2 separate regions of the Canis lupus genome follow, and region 2 is linked to region 1. The links are chromatin contacts, called in public Hi-C maps. All regions are on one chromosome and are shown on one strand. Each heading gives the region's core, a stretch centred on a gene start, on an enhancer-like site or on the middle of the called end of the contact. The rest is flanking DNA. Distances are from core to core; before and after follow the strand shown. Region 1 overlaps PHC2 (polyhomeotic-like protein 2). Region 2 holds the start of LOC102155548 (a long non-coding RNA gene).

Region 1 (7,311 bases), core at 392-2,891:
ACTCCCATATGGTTAGCATTATGTTTGGCACATAATAGGTGCTAAATGAGTATTTATTGAGCTGAACTAAACAATTAAAGAGACAGAGAAAAACTATTTGGGGATGACAGTTAATTAGTCTTTCTGAGCCATATCTTCTTCATTTAGGGGAATGGAATTGTCAGGATTAAATGAGATACGTAGGTAAGATATGTGGGTATTTCGGACAGTGCCTGGGACATGGCTGTTCATTAACTCGTAGTTATTATTATTATTAACTGGTAGTTGGCAATGACTCATAGAGGTAATATAATAGGAGCCTAGGGTGAAGGATTTCAGGAAAGAAGGCTCAACACTTCCAAGGCCCTTTGTGTATCACAGTTGTATCCTCTTCCTCTGTTTCTGTCACACACACATACACACACGTGCACACCTATGATGTGTTAAGCAAAATATCAAACTCTTCCACTGATATCCTGTAGACTTTTTCCCCCTAATATAAAGAGGAACTTCTTAGGAATCTAAATTTGGTCCTACAGTGATAGTTGAAATGAACTTCGTGGTTGGTTGCACAATTTTAACATCAAAATTGTTGGGAATCTTGACTCTAGCGAGATAACGAGTCCATTTGTATGTTTTGTTTTTATTGGATTCTCTAAGTAAAAGTGTCTATCTCACAGCTTGGAAGCTGCTCTGGGAGAGAAATGTGGTGCCCGAGAGTCCTAGAATCAGCAAGCATCACATTGTCCGGCCTATCACAGACAGGAATCACTATTCCCTGACACAAATCCCTCTCTGCAATAAAACAAAGCTGCTATGTGGCAGGCCTTTCCAGCAGAGAGTTTTCTCTCCTCTGATGAGACCTGAGGAGGGATGAGGAAGCAGAACAAAGACCTGGCATCTGGAGCACAATTGTGTGGAAAGGGCCTAGAATTTTCAATAACCTGACAGTTTCCTTTTTTTCACAGCATCAACCTCCTGGTCAGCAACTTTCTCCTCACCTTTGGGCCTGAGTGTGCACCAAGGCCCTGAGTTTATCCCCTAGAATGAGGACTCCAAGAACCAAGCCTCTTGTGGGGAGCTGTGGGCCAGCTCCCTTAGGACTTGGTTTCCCTGGAGGCCTGGCCCATGGGACCTTGCAGCCTGCCTCTCCTGCCCTCCTTGGTTCTGTCCTCGAATTTCCAAGAAGCCCAACTTCTTAGGCTCTGCTCTCCGCCCCTTATTCCCCTCCCCCACCTGCCAACCCACCCCTTTTCAGGGCATAAGGGACCTTTTCTATTTGCAGATCCTAAAGAAGCTGGTTGCCAAGGTGACAGGAGCAGGAACAGCAGGGAGCTCGCCATGGGGGAGGGGCTTTGCCCCCAAACAGCTGTCAGTGGGAGCAGTCCCAGCTGGGACTACAGCATTTGCCTGTTCTGGGAGGACATGGCCCCCAGGGGGACACATTCTCTCCCCTACGGTCCCCCACTGCCCCACTGCAGGTCTCCACTGGTTATTCTCCCTGGGGGCAACGAGCCAGCCAGCTCGAAAATGCTTCAATAACCAACAAAAACCGCCACCCCCTTCTCTCTTTTTCTCTCAATCTCTCTCTCTCTCTCTCTCTCTCTCTCTCTCTCTCTCTCACACACACACACACACACACACATGCGTGCGCGCGTGCGCTCTCGCGCACAGGCACACACACACACACACACAAGCACATGCGCACATGCTCTGATCTCTGTTCATTTGCAGTGGGTTGGCTGGGCAGGAGGCCAGAAGTTACCTTTGCCTGAGGACGCAGGAGCCCAGGGCAGGGGCTCCTCCAGGCTGCCCCCACTAGGGCATAAAGATTATTTGTCTTTTTTTTGTTCCAGAGCCCTGAGAGGATCTGCAGCTTCCTGACCCTCCCCATTGCCTTGCATCTGGGAGGTTAGGGGTTGGGGAGTAGAATCACTGGGCTTGTAGAGAGGAAGGGGTAGAAGAAGTAAGGAAGAATGGGAGGTGATGGTAGGAGGTAGGAACCATGCAAAGCCCACTGATTTGTGTGATCTAGATGCAGCCCACAGCTGCCCCACAGAAAGTTCTGTGGAACCACTTGTCTCTGTATTGCATATAGCCACATACTGCTAGTTTCAGGCCATGCCAGGGGCCCCAGACCTCAGCCTGTAACTCACAGGTGTTCACCTTCATAAAGTTCAAGAGAAGAGAGCCTTCCACTCGATTCTGTAAACTACAGAACTTAGAACCATCAGGCTCTTTGACTTTTGGGTCATGAACAGGAATGGCCTAGGAAAGACCCACATTACTGCAAGAATTGAGAGCGGCAAATATGGTTTAATGGCTAAGGACACAGAATCTGACTCAGTGGGGCATGGACCTGGTTCCCACTTCTGCCTCTTACGACTTATGTGACCTTGAGCGACACATGTAGCAAGTTCTTGGATAACCTCTCTGAGCTTTCGTCTTCTCCTCTGCAAAATGGATAAACACACCTACCTTATAGGGTTCTTTCCAAGGCAAAAAGGGGTGGTATGCATAAAAATGCCTAGCATATGGTCTAGTTTACAACAGCTGTTTTAATAGCGCCCTGTTTTCTCAAGACCCCAGGATTGCCTAGCACATTTAGGAAGAATTCAAGAACGGGTCTTTCTTTTGAAGAGTCCTTAGAACCTGGGGGGCTGGGTTGGATCTGGGGAGAGGCTACATTTTGGCTTGGGTGCGTATGGTTCTCAGGAAGTAGGGTTTGTAGGGTTTGTAGCTTGAATGAGAAGGGAGAAGTGCTAAGTGACTTGTAGGGAGCTGCCTTCCTCAGCCCAGCAGTGACTGTCCAAAGGCAGAGAATCACCAATCCTTTGTCCTCGAAACCTCAAGAAAGTAAATAAAGGATTGTGGCTCAGATTCTTCATTGCTCAGTCGTGACACTTGACCTGTACTTTCCTCTATCTTGAATATCTTCCCCTACTTTGTCTGTTGTTGGGTAAACTACTCCTGCTTTGAGACTCACATGCCATTTCCTCTGAGGGACAGTATCTCTGACCCCTCCTCCTGGCACTGAGTTGGGTGTGTCCACACTTACCTTGAACTTACTTCTGTAATAGAATTTATGAAATTGAATGGATTTGCTTATATACCTGGCTCCCTCCTTTTGACTGCACATTTAGGTAAGGAATTGTATTTTGACCCCGTTGGTTAATCTAGTAACCAGCATACACAAGCTCTCAAGAAAAAAAAATGTAGGTTAGACTGGATAGCAAAATGGTCTGGATGAGGACAGAAGGTGAGTGGTTGTCTCAAGGATGTGACCAGGGTGATTCTCTCTCTCTCTCTTTTAAATTTATTTATTCATGAGAGACACACAGAAAGAGGCAGAGACATAGGCAGAGGGAGAAGCAGGCTCCCTGCAGGGAGCCTGATGTGGGACTTATCCTAGGACCCTGGGATCACAGCCTGAGCTGAAGGCAGATGTTCAACCACTGAGCCACCAGGTACCCCTGATTTTCTCTTTAATGCAAAGCCATGTAGTCTATCGCTATTATATTTACTTCTATGGTCTAACAGCATGGTCTTATTCCCTAGACTGATAAGCTGGCTTCTAAGGCTTTTCTGAGAAAAGACTGCTTAGAAAAGGCAATACTGGGACATGCTAGCAGACAGGGAAAGAGATCCAGCTTCTGGGAATGCTGACTCAGCCCCATCACAGAATCTTTTTCATAAGTAATCTGATTATTATATATTTTTTAATCTGCTAAATTTTTTCCTGAAGTGATACCCTCATTGGCAAGCCTTTTGGCTCCCTTCCCCAGAGCTGGATAGCTCCTGCCATGCTCAGAGCTCACATATATGAGAGCACTGATCACACTGCACCTCATAGTACTTGTCTTCCCAGCCGGTACCCTTCCCAGAGAGCAGAGCCTAAGTCTCATTCATCTCTGTGCATCTAAAACTGGCAACATAACTGTCATATATTAGTCAACAGATGTCTGTTGAATGATGATAAAATCAACTTCCCACTTCAACTCCCTGTGTGGTTCTTGTTTGCACCTGGCTTGTCCCCATCCCTGTAACTGACCCTTCAAGTATTTCAAAGTAGTCCAACTGCCAACCACCACTCTCTCATGGCTAAGAGCTATGATTCACCACTGCGCCCATCACAAAGGACTAGTTTATTCCAAATGTTGTGGCTTCCTCCTCTAAAGCTACATGGAGGCATGATGCAGAACCAGGAGCTGATGAACTTCTCAAGATTGGAAGAGGGAAAAGAGATGCAGGGCTAGTATCTTAGTATGTCTGTGGGAAAAAGGAAAGTTTGAAAGCTTCCTCCTCCCCCTAGTCCTGAGTTTTCTGGGATACGATCCTTGTTCCTGGAGCCCTTACCTGGAGCAACGAGGGGGTGGGTGGCCACAGCAGGTACCATCCGGCTGAGCCCAGCCCGGCCTTCCATGCTCCCCGGCACACTGCTGTTACCATCTCCTTTCTTGAGTGGCTCCATCACACTGTCAGTTATGCCAGGCTTGGCACCTGCGGGGGAACCCTGAGCGGTGTTTCTGCCCTGTGATGGGGTAGGCAGAGGCTGGCTACCACTTGGCGTGGGTTTCAGGGCCAAGCTGGGCAGGACAGGCTGAGTGGGGGAAGGGCCCGAGGCTGCTGCAGTTGGTGTCTGCTGTGTTCGGAGGGTCAAGTTCTGTACCTGGAAAAGAGGGGTCTATGGGAGTCCCAAGAATGTGGGTAGGAGTAATGGCATCACACAGCTAAGACGGGGAAGGAGTCAGGGATGGACCTAGGAATGGCTTAAATAGGACAGTGGGTTGCAAAATCAGAGAGAAAGAGAGAAAACGAGTTAGGGGTTGAAAGAGGAACCAGGAGCAGTAGTTTCTAAAGGGGACAAGAAAGAGTGCTAGTGATTGGATCCGTGAGCAGAAGAAATTGAATTCTGAGAAGGGATGACTGCCCAGGCTGGGGTGGGCACTCTCTCCCATTACCTCCTCTCCTCCCCCAAACTATCAGGATGGGATGCATTCCATTTGGAAAGAATTCCCAGTTACAGTGGGGCATGGGGCATCTCACACTCAAAAAGGCCAGGGCAAAAGTGAAAGTTAATTGACCAGCGCAGCCCCCAGGCAAAGGATCATCATGTCCTCAGAATAAGGTTTATTACACCAGGATCCGTGTGCTTACTCAACCTGGCCCCTGGTGCCCTCTGCTGGATGCGCCGAGGCTGTGCCAGACTCACTTCCGACAAATCTGATTCTCTTGCTACCAAGTGCTGTCCCGTTCTGTAGCCAGGGTGAGGAGGGAGTGTGAGGGGCTGTTTTGCTCCCCGCTGCCCATAGCACCTTTACAGCCACAGCAGTATCTGTGTGCCAGCAGAAGGTGGGGACCCAGGACTTATCTTTGCTCCCTCTTCTGTGGCATTTTTCCTGAACTAGAGGGGCTAGCGTGCGTAACCAGAGTGGGATGTTCCACTTGAAAAGCAACACAGAAGTTATACTGGGAAGGGTGTACAGTAAAAAGCTAGTCATGACCATCCATTATTGGCAACCGCATTTGCCTCAGCATGCTGCTCTCTGACTCCTGATCTATGTATGTTTGAGGGAGTGGAACAGAGTCATGAGTGGCTGAGGTCTTCTCAACGGGATATTAATTAAGGAGTAAGTCTGGGAGCATCGGGATGTCCTGTCTCCCCCCGGCTTTCCTAGAAGATCCCAACCTTTCCAAATAATCAAAGTACCTCAGGGCCTGTGCCCATACCCAGTATCAGTACCCTTCTACGGAGGTGCCCACCCCCCGGCCCTCCCACCAGCATGGAATCCTCACCTGGGCGGGGGTGGGGGGCCGGGCGGGGGAGCCAGTGCCGAGCTCAGGCTGCACAGTAGCGACGGTGGCCGTGGGCGTGAAGATGAGCTGAGGGGACAAAGGAACAGTGCCGCCTAGGCTCCTAGCTACCTGCACCAGGTTACCTGGCTGGGCCTGGAATCACAGGAAACGAGGCGCCTTTTACCTGCCCAATGTGGGCTCAGCTACAGGACAGGACAGTTCAGCCAAGGAGCAGATATGGGGAAAGAGGGAGGCAAGAGAGGGAGAGTCCAAGGGGACCACCTGAAAGTCTCAAGAGGCTTGTAGCATCCTGATCCAGGCTGGGTGGTGAGGGGGATGGCGGAGGAGAGCCAATCTGGGGATGCATGTTGTGTTTACTTCAGAAGCCTCTGTGAGTTGCTCATCCTAGAGGGGCCAACGTTCCTGGGATACTCTGAAGTCATTCTCTCCGTAGTACCCCGGGGAGCAGAGACCTTGCTTAGGTTCAGACAGATGCCCTAGGACCTCTTTCCTGGTCTAACCCATTCCTGACTCCAGGTCTGGGCCAGAACAGGGCTCCCCTGCACAAGGGATCAAATTAGATGTATTTTTTTCCTCAGTTTTTAGTCAAATTTGGATTTGGGTATGGGGTGTAGAGACAACAGTGGTGGAGGAACCAGGGTGCCCAGAGCCGCATTCATGTCTGCATCTCCTTCCATGGGCTGTGGGCTACACGGTAGTCTCTGCATGACACCTCCAATCCCACGAGCCTAGCTGGTGCCCATGTGGCCGTGCTGATTACTCAGGAGCTGCTTTCCCCCAGACTTTGAGGTGCACCTATGTCTAGTCCTCTGTGCATGTTTGCCCTACTTAAGGACTCCAATTGGGGCAGCTGAGTAGGACAAGGGAATGAGTCAACTGAAGACAAAGGCAAGTTTGGGCAGTGTCACACTGTGCTTGTCCTGTCCCTAGAGAAGTGGAAGTCTACTCCATACTGTGTGTCCAAGAGGCTATTCCCTGGGAATGGAATACCACAAACAATGAACTCAGAGTCAAGAAAGGAAGTGATGGGACAAGACCAGAAAAGCTCCAGGTGCCCAGTTCTGGCCCCAGAAGCAAAAGGAGGGTAGGACTGTATTGTCTTCAGGATAGCGTGTCAAGGAGCCGGAGAGAGAAATCTTCAGGATGGGAGACACAAGATCAGACTCAGTGAGCCCAACAGAGAGCTAGATGTTAACTGCCTCCTGAGGAGTATGCCGCTGTCTTCCCTGGAAATTCTTCTAAATCTTAGGAACCCATAAGGTTCCTAAGGACCTTTGCATCCCTTAGGGACAGGTGTAAAGGAGAGATCCTAGATATGCAGGTCTGGGGATGATACCATCCCGGGCACATTTGGCACATTCAAATATGCTGAATTAACAGGTGATAGAGTGACCCTGATTTGGATGGGGGCCCAGTTGGGAGAGCAGTGGAGGCAGCAGCAGATCTTGAAGCTGAATGCCACCTTCACCACCTGGACTGGAATCCACCTTTGGCGCTTGAACTAGTGATGGCCAG
Region 2 (7,050 bases), core at 1,981-4,480, 69 kb before region 1:
ATCACCAGACCTAATGCCCATTGCCCTCTGATGCCCTAGAGCCAGGGCTGCTCCCCATTAGCTGGCCCACCTACCAAGGAGCCCTCCAGTGGCCACTTGTGGGAACTGCAGCCCCTGCGCCCCCCGCATCTCTTGCCAGTGGTTGGTTGGTTGGTTCCGTGTTCTGAATCTCACCCCTGCCCGCAGGAGACCTACCTGATGAAGCACATGTCCAAACATACAGTGGTGGAGCACCTGGTGAGCCACCACTCGCCCCAGAGGACGGAGTCCCCCGGCATCCCGGTGCGAATTTCCCTCATCTGAGCCGACCCAAGGCGCCGCCCCACCCTGCCCACTGGCAGACACAGACCCAGGCAGCACCAGGCCCCAACTTCCTCCAGGGGCCCTCCAGGAACAGCCGAGCTCTCTCATGACCTTCCTGACCTTCCAGAAAGCCTGGGCTGCAGAAGCCCTGTCCGGTCCAGCTCCGGGGGCGGCCAGGCCAACTGCAAGATTCTGGACTGTTTTGGTGGCATCCAAAGACGATCTCAGAGCACTTTGAACCTCTCTGTTGGGTTTCTTTTTGTTCCCCACCCTCCACTTGCTTCACTGTTTTGTTTTGTTTTTTTTTTTTAAGTTTGTTTTGGAAATAACAGAAAAGATATTTATTGGCCAAGAAGTTGGTGCTGCTAAGACCGAGAAATTAAAAGAATCGGACAGATGGACACAGAGAACAGAGGGCAGCGTGGGACCTTCTCTTGCCACAGCCTCAGGTCTTGAGGGAAGGCTCAGGCCTGGGTTTCTGGACTGCAAAGGGGACCCCCAGGTGGGAGGGGACAGAAGGCAGCTGGAGTGAGCCACTCACCCCTAGGTGTCCAGCTCACACCTCTCGAGCTACGCCCTGGGCATTACTGAGCAGAGGGATGCGGCAGCTACCAGGGCTGTCGAGGCTTCAGGAGGCAAAATGGGAGAGGGGCTGAGAGATCCGCAGGACCAAAGGGTGCAGCGTTGGGCTGGGCTGGGCGCAGGCCCAGGGAAATGGGGTGAGGGTGGGCTGGGTAAGACCTGGCCCTCCACTGCCCTGAAGACCACCCCAGTCTACCTCGGTGCTGGCCAGGAAACCTATTGGCTACCTCTCCCACCATCCAGACTGTGGGCAGCGGGGGTGGGGAGGGAGTGGGCCTGGGCTTAGGACCCCTCCCCTCCAGAATTTCCTCCAGATGGGGCAGTGCCCAGGGAGGGGTTTTGTCTTCCCTGTCATGGAGGGGGAACCCCCAGTCCAGGCCCTAGGCCCCTCAGCAGGGAAGGGATCCTCGGGGAGGAGGGTCCCAGGAGCAGACCCTGCCCTCAGCCCCCCACAGACACACCCCAATCTGAAAGCCATGCGTGTCCGTGTATATAGGAACTATGTACAGAGCCCGGAGAAGCCCCCCTTCATCCCCCGGGAAAAAAAAAAAAAAAAAGAAAACTAGACAGAAACTCATCTATATATTCTGTATCTGGAGTTCCGTTTTGAATATTAACTGTGTTATTTTTATACACTTTTTAAGCCTTAACTCGCCATTGATTTACCAGTTTAACGTTTCCTGGGGTATTTTTTTCCCATGGGGTTCTCTGCCCCTACCCCCACCCCTTTGTTTGACTTGCGTCGTCTGATAACTCAGTATTGTAGCTTTTTGTCCGCATGTTACTACCCTGTAAATACGCTGTTCTACATACTGTTAACACCCCATTTGCTTTTTTCTATGGGACCTCCAGGCCACCATATTTAGAACTAGTTACCTTATTAAAAAAGAGAAAACAGTCTGTTGGCTTCTCAGTCTGCATCTTGGTGGCAGGGAGGTGAGGGCAGGTGCCCCTCAATGCTTCAGGAAACAAGTTTGCATTAGATTTAAGAAAAGGGGTGGGGGGCAACAAACTCGAATGTGGGGGAAGACACTAAATGGGGCAAGAAACAAAGGAATTCCAAACCCTCTGCTCTTTGTATTTCTCTGTTGTGAAGAATAAACTGTACCCGCACCTGGGTGGCGGCGGTGTGTGGCGTGCTCTGTGCGAGGGCGGGGCTGGGGGGCACCTTTCCATGCTCCTCTCCCCTCCCCCGCCCCCCAGACCTGGGGACCAAGGGAAATGGCCTTGTACTGTGGGCTGGCCTCACCCCAGCTGCTGAGCCGAGTGCTTGGTGTTGGTCACCCTACAGCCCCCTAGGAGGGGGCAGCCAACCACGAGGGATTTTTTTTTTTTTTTTTTTTTTTGCTGAGGATCGTGGTGGAATCAAGTGGCAGGTACACAAACTTCACCCAGGCTTGTCTCATGCTGAATGAAGCCTTTGGGGATGTATGGGGTCCACCAGTGAGGTTCACAGCCCCCGCTCCCAGAGGGGCAGCCACATGCCTATCTTGCCCGTCTCCAGGGTCCACTATGAGTGCCCTGACTTGTGGAAGCAATTCCAGGGACTGAGGGAGCCAAGAAGTCCCCCTTCACATACATTCTCCCCATGTGGGTCCATGTTTTGACTGCCTGAGGGGGAAATGCAGGAATTAATTCCCCCAAGGCTTATCAAGGCTGGTCCTTTGCTGGGGGCATCCTTGGAGAGCCAGAAGTGATTCTACCAAGAGTCACCCCGGAGCTCACCTTCGGGAATTCACCCGGAGCCCTCCCAGGCCTTGTGTGGCAAGGCTTGGCTGCGGGTGACGAAGAGCCCAATCCATCCACCTTACAGGATGGTGCAGGTGCAGGGGTCAGGCCAGCCTCAGGGCTCAGAGGGGTCTCCAGCTCGCCTCTTGGCTTTGTTCTCGGAGTCGCTTTCATCCTCGGGCTCCTGTGCGGTCAGCAGCTCCGGCCTCACAGGTCCCAGATTTCCAGCAGTCAAGCCTTTGTCTCTCTCCCAGAAGCCCCAGGTAGTCTAATCGGGTCTTCTGGTTGGGACGGGGTTAGGTACCATCCCCGAGCCAATCACTGTGACTGCAAAGTCTGTACGTGATCAGCTCAGACCTGGAGCCCGCGCTCCAAGCCGGGAGCAGAGGGTGAAACCCCAATCTGCAGTACATCTCCCCAAAAGGAAACCAGACGTGTTCACATCGGCAGGGGGAAAGGGTGTGGAATAGCCAGGATCACAACTTGGGTAATTTCACAGGCCTCACTGCCGTCTCTGATACTGACCTCCCCTAGCCGGCGGCGCCGGGAAGGGGCGGGCTCCGGCAGCCATGTTTGCGTCACATGACCCGACCCCAGCCACACCTGATTGGCCAGCAGTGGACACGTGACTGCGCCTGCGGCGCTGAGACCAGGCGTAGCGATGGCGCCAGTGCAGTGTCCAGGCCGACCTGGTTGGGGGTGCTCGATGCACGCCTCTTCCCAGCTCCACATTCAGTGAATGTTGTCGTTTGACATCAGCCGTGCTGGGGTTTATACAACACAAACTCGGGAGGGCTACAAATGGGGGCTTTCTTTCTCCTGGAGCCAGTTGCAGGACAGCACTAGCTGACTCTCCAACCAGCTTCGCCAGCCCACGGATTAGGAATAAGTTAGGAGATGGTGGACTCCTGAACTGGAAGACCCTGCGGTCCGGGGGTTGGGGATGTGTGTTGGGCCAGACACAAGCAGGACAGAGTCAGACAGAAGCAGAGATGGACAGAGGAGACCGAGAGCCGGTGTCAAGACTCAGTTCCCGACTCCAGCTTCTGGCCAGGTTTAATTTCCTTGCTCGTTCTCACATCAATGAGTTTTAAGTTGCCGGTGGTGTGACATTGAGCAACTTATGTAACCTCTCTATGCCTGATTTTCTTATATGTAAAATGAGGGCAATAATAGTAACCAAGGGATCCCTGGGTGGCGCAGCGGTTTAGCGCCTGCCTTTGGCCCAGGGCGCGATCCTGGAGACCCGGGATCGAATCCCACATCAGGCTCCCGGTGCGTGGAGCCTGTTTCTCCCTCTGCCTGTGTCTCTGCCTCTCTCTCTCTCTCTGTGTGACTATCATAAATAAATAAAAATTAAAAAAATACGTAAAAAAAAAAAATAATAGTAACCAATTTGTAAAGTGGATGTGAGGATTCAAAGAGTCAATATATGTCTAATGCTTAGAACATTATGTGCCCGGTAGGTATTAAGTACCAGTAAATGTAATTATGACTATTACTATTTGACATGGCCCTGGTCAACCTAAGTCCCTTATGACCGACAGCTGATGATGTTTGGCAGTTTCTGGGGGTGGCATCTGAGCTGGCCTGGCAGGGTGGGCAGCAGGGGCAGGTGAAGATTTTACATGTGGCAGTGATACTCTGAGGACTGGGAGTCCAGTTTTCACCTGCTTGCCTGGAAGTTCTCAGGAGCTTTGATTGGCCCTGAGGGTACCAGCATAGGTGTGCCAGCCCCAAGTTATCAAGCAATAACCTGTTCTTAGGCACACCTAGCCTGTTCTTATCTCTAATCTAGAGTCCAAATGGCCTTCTGAGGTTTGCTAATCTAGTTAGGGCAGGAGGCACTGGGGAACTTCAAACTGTTTTTGAGAGCAGATCTTAATAAGTAGAATTTGCTTGTAAAGATGATCAGATTCTAACAGTGTTGATTGACAGTGACACTGTTGGAAGTGGCGACAGAAAAAGCTTATCCCTGCTTGTTATTCCCTCTAATGCACCACACATACACACTGAGGGCCTCTGGGTAAGACAAAGGAGGGAGACACTCCCAAGAAGTCATCTGTTCCATACCACAGCTTCTTTGACCCTTCCCCCTCCTCAGGAAGGTCTCCACCCACAGTGTGGAGCTGCCCCAGCCTAGCACCTGGAAACCACTGACTGTGCCATTATTTCCTCTTTAAGACAGGAAATGGCTGTTCTTTTTGGCAAAGCCTTTGCACTCCATGAACTTGCTGGAGAAGGGGCAAGCAAGGAGAGGGAGAAGGCAAGTCACATTTTCTGGAGCACCCCAACCTCCGCAAGGAGGTTGATCGGCATCCCCACTTTACATACGAGAAACAACAGTCAGCAAAAGTAAGGGATTTGGCCAGAGTCACTCGCAGAGTTAGAAGAGGAACAGATTCCCACCCAGATCTTATTAGCTCAAGCTCAGGTCTCTCATGGCCCCGGGTGATGAAGGTTGGTGTGGGTAGCTCTTGGTGAATATTGCAGGGTAAGGTGGAGGACAATTTCCCACCAGAGGAAGGGATGTGCCAGCCCCAAATCATCAAGCAATAATCTGTTCTTAGGCACACCTAGCCTGTTCTTACCTCTAATCCAGAGTCCAAATGGCCTTCTAAGGTTTGCTAAATCTTGTTTGGGCAGGAGGCGCTGGGGAACTTCAAACTGTTTTTGAGAGTAGAGAGATCTCTTATTTCACATCATCAATAAGTAGAATCTGGTTGTAAAAATGATCAGATTGTAAAAACCATCAGGGTTGATTTATGCCAAAATTGCTGTCTTTTGAAGGAACTGTGGAGGCTATTAAAAACGCAAGGACTGTGAGAACACTACACAAAGGATTCAGGGGACCTGGGGTGAAACCTCACTCTCCCAAGGCCTCAGCAGTCCCAACTGTCAGAGGACAGCCCAGGGGCCTCCAGCTGCTGCCTGCTGTCTCTTTGGCACTGTGACCACCGTTCATGGAAGGCCTGATGATTTCCCTCCTGTTCAGAGCCTGTGTTTATCCCCACTTGATGAAGACTCTGAATAGCAGCCACAGGTAAGGAAACTTACCTCCCAGACAGCCCTAAGAGCCCCACGTCAAGGACATGTCCTTTTTGTGGACATTGCCTGGGAGAAAGGGCCATAGGGACACTTTTGGAATAGTTTTATTACAATATTACTTAAATATCTACAAACTATGCTTGAGGGTCGAGGGAGATGGAAGGGCAAAGCCAAGGACTCAGATGCCACCAAGTTTCTCCTGCAGCAGAGGCGTTCTCCTGTTTGCCCAGAAGCTACTCTGTTTTCAGAGTGAAGGCCAGCCCTGGCTCTGCTGCTGCTGCCCAGACCGACTCGTAGATTCTCTGTGTCCTTAGGTAGTTTTGTTTCCTTTTGTGCCTCAGTCTCCTTACTAAGAAGGGGTGTCGGTGCGTGATGGGGGTTAAAACAGCTCTTCAGGAGGCATCGGCCGAATCCAGTAGGGCTAGAGCTGTGAAAGGTCTATCAGCAGCCTGGCAGAGGCGCCCCGCCGTCCTGCTACACCGGTCGCTGTTGAAAGGGGATCTTTCCCTCCCGGCGAGAAGGGCCCCAAAGGCACAGGCCGCAACGTTGGGGCCGTTTCCGTCCAAGCTCTGGCTGGGGCGGCAGGGGCCCCAGCAGGGCCTAGTCGCGCACCAGGGCGTACTCCTTGGGCGCCCACAGCAGGCGCGGCCGACGGATCTCGGCCCGCCAGCCGATGTCGGGGCTCCAGCAGAACTCGGGGGACAGCACCTTGGCGGGCTTGTGCAACCAGAAGAACTTGTTGAGGTGGCTCTCGTCGTGCCAGCGCGCCTCCAGGCCGCGCTCGCGGTCCCGCTGCAGGGCCCGCGCGCAGTGCCCCGTCAGCCCGCGCAGCGCCGCCACGCTGCCCCCGAACACCGCCGCGTGGTAGTAGAAGTCGCCCTCGCCCGGCGCCACCGCGGCGGCCGAGCGCGCGTCCCGCTCGTAGGGCAGCAGCCACCGCGGCCTGTGGTAGTGCCAGGCGTGCAGCTGCGCCACCGACTCGGCCAGCGCCTCGGGCCCGAAGGAGCTGCGGAAGTGCTGGTCCACGTCCATGCAGAACACGAAGTGCGCCTCGCGGCCCAGCCGGCCGTGCAGCGCCTCGTGCAGCGTGCGCATGCGCTGCATGGACACGTCCTGCCAGCGCCGCTCGCGGACCACGCGCTCCACGCGCAGCCCGCGGCCGGGGCCCAGCGCCACGCGGGGCACGGCGGCCGGGAGCTCGGTGAACACGTAGTACACCACGCGCTGGCCCACCATGAAGTGCTGCTCGGCCGTCTCCAGGAAGCGCGCCAGGTACTTCTCCAGGTACCTGCGGGGGCGGGGGGTCAGCCCGAGAGGCGCGGCGGCCGCCCCCCCCCCTCCCCGCGGCCCCGCCACCTGCCTGGATGAACGCGGGGCGCGGCACAGAGG

The links. Hi-C and Micro-C count contacts between places; a contact is called where the count stands out from the background.
Region 2: a Hi-C map of blood shows a contact between it and region 1, with 5 times the contacts expected there. The contact joins two enhancer-like sites. A contact is called at or near these places in 5 of 9 Hi-C or Micro-C datasets (amygdala, blood, liver and 1 more).

What each region holds. Positions count from the first base shown.
Region 1 is chr2:67,455,726-67,463,036 of UU_Cfam_GSD_1.0, reverse strand. PHC2 (polyhomeotic-like protein 2) reads right to left here. Exons shown (of 15, transcript XM_038531150.1): 6 at 5,776-5,928; 7 at 4,336-4,648. Among named protein-coding and RNA genes, the nearest start is that of A3GALT2, 48 kb to the left of the region's middle. Within about 2 kb of position 1,641, at least 5 of the 20 cell types and tissues checked have an H3K27ac peak or open chromatin away from gene starts, as enhancers often do.
Region 2 is chr2:67,526,716-67,533,765 of UU_Cfam_GSD_1.0, reverse strand. It overlaps A3GALT2 (alpha-1,3-galactosyltransferase 2), which reads right to left. Exons shown (of 5, transcript XM_038531159.1): 5 at 5,750-6,949. The coding sequence ends at 6,262. It overlaps ZNF362 (zinc finger protein 362), which reads left to right. Exons shown (of 8, transcript XM_038531166.1): 8 at 187-1,785. The coding sequence ends at 303. It overlaps LOC102155548 (a long non-coding RNA gene), which reads left to right and starts at 6,829. Exons shown (of 3, transcript XR_005355874.1): 1 at 6,829-6,933. Within about 2 kb of position 3,230, at least 11 of the 20 cell types and tissues checked have an H3K27ac peak or open chromatin away from gene starts, as enhancers often do.